2 separate regions of the Hordeum vulgare genome follow, and region 1 is linked to region 2. The links are chromatin contacts, called in public Hi-C maps. All regions are on one chromosome and are shown on one strand. Each heading gives the region's core, a stretch centred on a gene start, on an enhancer-like site or on the middle of the called end of the contact. The rest is flanking DNA. Distances are from core to core; before and after follow the strand shown. Region 1 holds the start of LOC123407807 (alpha/beta hydrolase domain-containing protein 17B-like). Region 2 holds the start of LOC123413622 (14-3-3-like protein GF14-A).

The links. A called contact is a pair of places that touch in the nucleus more often than the background predicts.
Region 1: a Hi-C map of leaf shows a contact between it and region 2, with 5 times the contacts expected there. The contact joins the promoter of LOC123407807 here to the promoter of LOC123413622 in region 2. A contact is called at or near these places in 2 of 6 Hi-C or Micro-C datasets (both in leaf).

The regions. Positions count from the first base shown.
Region 1 is chr7H:281,502,980-281,506,416 of MorexV3_pseudomolecules_assembly, forward strand. LOC123407807 (alpha/beta hydrolase domain-containing protein 17B-like) reads left to right here and starts at 1,613. Exons shown (of 7, transcript XM_045101033.1): 1 at 1,613-2,075. The coding sequence starts at 1,729.
Region 2 is chr7H:280,577,420-280,581,122 of MorexV3_pseudomolecules_assembly, forward strand. It overlaps LOC123413622 (14-3-3-like protein GF14-A), which reads right to left and starts at 2,449. Exons shown (of 4, transcript XM_045106559.1): 1 at 1,868-2,449; 2 at 1,652-1,774. The coding sequence starts at 2,353.

The sequences.
Region 1 (3,437 bases), core at 363-2,862, 920 kb after region 2:
CGCGAGAAAGCCAATAGTAAAAGCGGATCATCGATTGAATTAACGATTTTGTAGACAATTTTTTTTTGAATTTCAAACATCAAAGGAAATCGCACGTTGTCTGTAGCATGCAAATCTCTTTTTTCCTTCCTAATCTAACACGCGATATGCTTAGATTAGATGGGTCAGTCTGCCCGCCGCACGGCAACGCAGCACGCAACCGTGCGCACACTATCAATTAGATTTTTCCTATATTTATAGTTGGATATGTCATCGTTCTTTTTAGGGGTTTCCTTTTTAGAGCAACTCTAGCAGACCCCGCAAAAGTCCGGCGACTATGCGGGTTAGGCTCATTTTTTCGTCCAGAACAGATCCCGCATACTCGCCCCGCCCGTAAATTTTTTTACCGCGGCCTGCAAAACGCACGCCCCGATCACTATATCTACGGTTTCGCGGTGCGTTTGTGGGTCGAAACCCTATCCCCCGCCGTCGCCGAGCCCCCGCGATTCCCCACCCCTTCCCCACATTTCTCGTCGTCGGCGACCACCTCCCTCGCCTTCAGCCGCAATGTGGAGTTCTGGACGCGGCTCCGGCGGCGGAAGCGACCCGGAGCGCGAGCGGCGCGTCCGGTCGGACGCCGCGAGGAAGCGCGGGGCCCGGAGGTGGACCAACCGCAACATTTCGTCGCCGGCGAGCTTCCGCGTCCGGGAGACGGAGGAGTACGACCGTCGGCAGGTCGCCACGGGCTCCTCCTCGGGCTCGCCCCTTCTCGCTGTGAAGAGGCAGTGGTCGGAGGAGCCAGAGGACGTCGTCGCCGTCAAGGAGGAGCCCGAGGAGCTCAACCGCCGCGGAGTCGTCGGGCCGAAGGACTTCGTCGTCGACGTGAAAGCCGTTGCGGCAACCATTGCCGAACGCAGTTTGCACGAGGAGGCGGAGCGTCGGCGCCACGATGAGGAGATCGAAGACCTCCAGTGGCGGCAGGCGGTCGAGGCCAACATCACTGCCAAGGAGAAGGACGACGAGTGGCGACGCATCCGCGAAGAGGAGAAGGCGATGTGCATCGACCTCGGCAGCTCCGACGAGGAGGACTGAGCTCATTTTATGTAATCTATGTAGTATGTAACCTATGTAGCATGTACTATGAAATTTTCGTGAAACTATATTTTTAAATTATGCAGTTTTGTTTACGGTTTTTATTGTCCGCGCTCATTTTTGACCCGTAAACGAGATTTAAGTGAAATCGTAAATGCGTTTTACGGGTTTAAATTTTGCGAGGTTTGCTAGAGTTGCTCTTATAGGTTGTAGATACCAAATCCAGCATAAAAAATGGCTGAATCGCACTCTCGCGCGACGCGTGACCGAAATTTGGGCTGGCCGGCTGCCTAGCGTCGCCCTTGCTTTAATTCTCCCGGCAATTTCTCCTCCTAATTCTCCGCTAGCGGTTCTGTTTTTTTTTTTTTGGAATGTTGGTAGATTCTACGTATCAAATACTCCGTATATTGATAAGAGGGAGCCCCTCCCCTCCGTAAACCCCCTGTACTTTCCAGGAGTTACAACAGAGTCCCTGAGTAAATTCAGTACTTCCATATAGCCCCTAGGCAGCGAAGCCCGCGCACCGATCTTTTTCCTTTAAAGCCCCTGAAACAAGTCGACTTCCACGGCCACACGCCTTCCCTGGCGCCTCCTCCTCCCCAGACCGGAGAGTTCAACCCTAATGCCGCTGCCGCCGCAGGTCTGAGGTCAGCGAATATGGGTGGTGTGACGTCCTCGGTGGCCGCTAAGTTCGCCTTCTTCCCGCCAGACCCACCGTCTTACGGCGTGGTGGACGAGGAGCCGCCTCCGCCGGGCGTGGCTCCGGCGGGGAGTGATGCTGCTGCGCTTTCTAGGAGGGTGTTGATGACGGGGGTTCCGTGGAGGGAGGGGGTGGAGGCACGTCGCCTCCGGACGCGGCGGGGCACGGAAATTATCGCCATGTATGTAGGGTGTCCCAAGGCGAGTCTCACGGTACTGTACTCGCACGGCAATGCTGCCGACCTCGGCAAGATGTATGAGCTCTTCATAGAGTTCAGCGCTCGCCTCCACGTCAATATCATGGGGTAAGTGTTCGTGTGTTTACTTGGCCCATTTATCTCATCTTGATTTGCATTTAGTTGAGGGAGCAAGAATGCAGCTTCAGTGATTGGGTCATCTTATGAGCAAATGGTTAGATTCTGAGTTGATGCATGACTGGTCGTGCTTGCTAAAAGTAGCCCCTTTGGAATTTATATTAAGAAAAAGTTAGTTGGTTGTTTCTGATTTTTGTTTTTTATAGAAAGTACTCCGTATTATATTTGGTTGATGAAATAGTCGTCATCTGGCTAGTGGCTGTAAGGGCCATAAAGCTCTGGTGCTCTGAATACGTTCTCAGTTCTCACCCTAGTATTAGCGCACGTTTTGTAGATGACCCATGTTGTTTTAATTTGTCATCAGGCTCAGGCTGCTCATGGTAAAGACTAATAGGCTTAAACTGAGTTTGCTGCGCGTATTGAACCAACTGACACTCCTACCACGTCTCAATCCAACACAAGAACAGAGTTATACTATGCATCTTTTGGAGAAGATAAACTGAATGAGGTAAAAAGGAAGTGTTAAGAAGCTTCAGGGCAAAGGGTCTTGATGTATTTGTCAAGCCTTCTTGATCATGGCCCTTATAGTCCCGTTGCAAACAAGTAACTAGGTTTCTGTAAATAAAATGAATTCTGCGATAGAAATGTAATTTAATATATGTAGGTCATGGTGCAACCATGTTTAGAACTTCAAAGAGCTCAAAAAAAAAAATAGAGTGCATAGACACGGTGGCAACGTCTACCAAATCCAAATTTGAAACATAACTTGTGAAACAAAGATGACAAATACATTGTCAATTGAGATAATGGGCCAATTCACACCCCAATTTAGGGTAGCAACTATTCACTAAGAGAGTCGTGTTTTAAGTTTAAATTGAAACTCCATAGCATGGTTGGTGTATATTGTGCCCACATGCTGCTTCTTTTTCCTCAGAATGTTTTACGACTTCTAGATGAGTGCACTGAGACTGGGTACACCTGGAGCACCACAGGCCCTGGTGCATTGGATACTCTCACAATACAGGGTATGAAGGCATGCCATTACTATAATCTACAAGTTAATAATCACACAAAATTGATGGAGCTATAATATCGGGTTCGTGTCACTAGATTGCAAGCTAAGTCAAGATATTTAATCCTTAGACATTAGAAACTCAAGATGGGTTTTGATTATACACAAACTCGATGGAGTTATAATATTGGGTTTGTGTTAATCTTAATTTATTTAGTTTTATGAAGGAGGGATGTATTATACCATTATTATGTAGGAATAAAACTCTGTATCTGAAAAGACATATTTTGTTCATGGGGCCATAACAGACCGTAAAGACTAATTTTATAGTATTTATTAGT
Region 2 (3,703 bases), core at 1,199-3,698:
TCTCTCAAGGTGTATCTTCAGCTCTACGATGGAGCAATCTGCCTATCAATGTAGAATCGGGTTGTCTTGATGCCATCAACTTGTTGAGAAGCAAGGAAATTGATATGTTAAAGAAACTGAAACTCGACCGCGAGATATGCTGGCTAGAATGTCGTAGGCTCGAAAGGAGGTAACGTGAGGCAGGGTTATAGATTATCCAACCCCGAGCGATCTTAGTTTTTCTATTCCTCCTAGCTTGCGAAATTCCGCTCTGCACCTGTGGGTTCGTAATAGTGGCAAAGGAAAAGTAAGGGGCGAGTGAGCCTTCGCTTTTTGAGACTTCCTCTACCTTTCTTGATCAAGAAGATCCAAAGGAAACTACTTCAACGGAATACTAGTCTATACCTAATAATAAAGCACGGAGTGCTTCTGCCCGCTCACCGTCATGCCACTTTACAAAAAAGAAATCTGTTTTCCATAAATTGCCACTTTACAAAAGAACCCATCTGTTTTCTATAAATTAACCCACAATACACGTATAAGTCACAACCAAACCTTTTTTTTATTTTCTCAAAAAATCACCTGACGTTTTAGGTAATCAACGCGCCGTCCATATTTAAGTCAGCCGAGTCATTTTCTCCATTTTAACAAAAACCCATCTGACTTTTCAGTTAATCAATTCGCAATTTATCTAAAACAAAATTATCCATATCTTTTAAACCGTAACTTTGATTTTAACATGTTATATATGAAATTTGATTAAAAAATATATGTAAAATCTAAATATGATGTTATTTTTAGGTGTTAAATATTTCTAAAATATTAGTTTTGGTGCAAACTTAACCTATAGTGCATAGTCCTTTTTCTTTCGTACCGACGGTGATCCGAATATCAAACAAAACACCCATTAAAAATAGATTGAGAGGAAAGAAAACATCGATAACCACGCATGCACGCCTCTGAAAAACCTCACGGGAAAATAACATATTTCTCATCTTATTCCGAGCAAGTGTGCGTGAGAGAGAGACGCCTTAGGACTGACCACTTTCAAATACGTTTTCATTGTGTGAACACTGAGGCCACGGTCAGCAACACAAATGTGATGCCATGTGAAAATAAAGGACGTGGACCTATTTGGGTCTTGAGTCATGGTTATTGGCTTAAGAGCGTGTGTTATTTTCTCTCCCGTTATAACCCATTCTATGGCAAGTTATGGTAGGGTTCAGAGCCGCACGGCTGTTTGGTTGGTTCAAGACCTGATGAGGCATAAAAAGTTTGTGAATCTGATTGTAACCCTACTGTTTGATGAATACAAGTATATCCCCGCAAAAAAAATGACCAAATATGCAAAGCAGCTCAATATTGCCGAAAGTGATTGTAACTGAAGAACATTCTACTACCTAAGCAGCGTAAGAATCTACAACTATTTCACATGAAAATTAATCATATATATGCGGATGCAAACAATTAGAATATGTCCACTCCCTAAGCTGCACAAGAATCTACTTCATATGAAATGAAAAACATTGTATATGCAGTGCATTGGAGAAAAGGAGAAACAAATGGTGCTCTAGCATCTTCCGCGACTCTGATCTGTGCCAAGTTATAGAACTGCCCAAAGTTCATGAACTAGTAAACTTGCTCGGAAGGTGAGAGAGTAACAGCGAAGTACCTGCTTGGCGAGCGAGCACGCGCGATCAGGCGAGTTGAGGATCTCGTAGTAGAACACAGAGAAGTTGAGCGCGAGGCCCAGCCTGATGGGGTGAGTCGGTGGCAGCTCCTTCATGGCTATGTCCTAGAGCAAGGAACCACCCAAGATCCAAAAAAAAAAAAAGTCAAACCGCTCATCAGAGGAAGGGAGAAAAGCTAGTTAAAAGATAGGGGATACCTGAGCGGCCTGGTAGGCACCGAGGGTGGAGTCGGCGGCATCCTTGCGCTCGGCGGCCGACTTGAACTCCGCGAGGTAGCGGTGGTAGTCTCCCTTCATCTTCAGGTAGAATACCTTGGCATCGACGGCGGCGGCGGCGGGGACTAGGCGTTCGTCGAGGAGACGGAGGATCCCCGCGCAGATGTTGGAGAGTTCGGCCTCGACACGTGCGCGGTACCCGCGCGCCGCGGCGGCGTGCCCCGCAGCTCCGCGCCCTTCCTCCTTCTGCTCGATGGAGGACACGATGCGCCAGGAAGCACGACGCGCCCCGATGACGTTCTTGTACGCTACTGAAAGCAGGTTCCTCTCCTCGACGCTGAGCTCGCCGGTCCCCGTCGCTGCCACGACCCTCTCCATGAACTCGACCATCTCCTCGTACCGCTCGGCCTGCTCCGCCAGCTTCGCCATGTAGACCATCTCCTCCCTCGTTCCCGCTGCCGCTGCCATCGCTGTCGACGATCTGGTGTGTGCGCGTGGGCGTGTGGCTGTTGCTGTTTCTTGGCGGAGTGGGGAGTGGGTGGATGCAGGAGGGGAAGGTGGGGAGGAGGAGCAGCTGCGGTTTTAAAACACGGGGGGGATGGGGGGGGGGGGGGGGGGCGTCTACAATCGACCCCACCGTCCCCAAAAACGCTCGTGTGTGGCTGTTGCGGTTTCTAAGCGGAGTGGGTGGGTGAAGAGGAGCGCCATGCGGTTTTTGAGAAAAACTTTAAAATAGTCCGCGGGTGATTTTTTGATTTCATCACTCTTCGACCCGATCCGATTCCTGAACCACGCCCATCCAGAGTCTCAGATGTTGTGCATGGCAACCTGAAATCGTGAAGCTGTCTCAACACGGTGCTTTACGTGACTGTTTATTTTCAGTTGTTTTTTACTTTTACTTCACACACGCAATGCTTTTATTACATAGTTAAATAACAACACGAAGAAGCACGAAATCAAAGGATTTGGCACTAGCAAGCTAAGGCTGCCCCGTAATGTTAGTATCATAGGTAGTATTATGTATGCCAACTAGACAATTTTGATAAGGTGTCATAAAATTAAATGAAGAAATAGAGGTTTGAGTATCATATCATGATACCGTATCATACTAAATGATGTACTACTATGTGTCTTGCATGACAATAAATGAACCATCCTATGATACTCCCTCCGTCACGGTTTAGAAGGCACATGCGTGCGTTTCCAAAATAGACCAGGTTTAAAGCACGAAAGCAATTACTCCTATTAACTAGTACTAGTATTATTCATGCATGTGCCCTCCCAATTCGTTGCTCACACATTAGTATTAGTATTTTCTCAGTTGATTAGGCGCATTAGCATCTACACCTGCTACATCTCACAACCAATCGGTGACTACCTTGGTCCTAGAGATTTTCCAAGCATGCCTTCTAAACCGTGACGGATGGAGTACTAACATATGATAGTACTATGCATAACGATTGTGGTATCATATGCATGATACTAGTATATGATACTACCCATTACAACCAGCCTAATGCTTTCTTTGATAGCCAGCACACACTTTTCATGGAGATACGTGGCTACATTTTGTTATTGCAGCTCACTCAAGCATCATTAATGCAAACTCGTTTTATATTATTGACCGCATGTCACTTATGTAAGCTAGATGCACGATGTTGTGAGGTCGGTCGTCGGTGCTGCAAGTGAGACACATGACACTACAAGCCCATCCGTCAAACGTTGCAAGATCTGCACCACTACATATTATAGTTGGCGTAGTCGAGAGGGTGTGTTGCAAAGGCTAATTGGCACTACCACGAGCCGGGATGGTGCGTT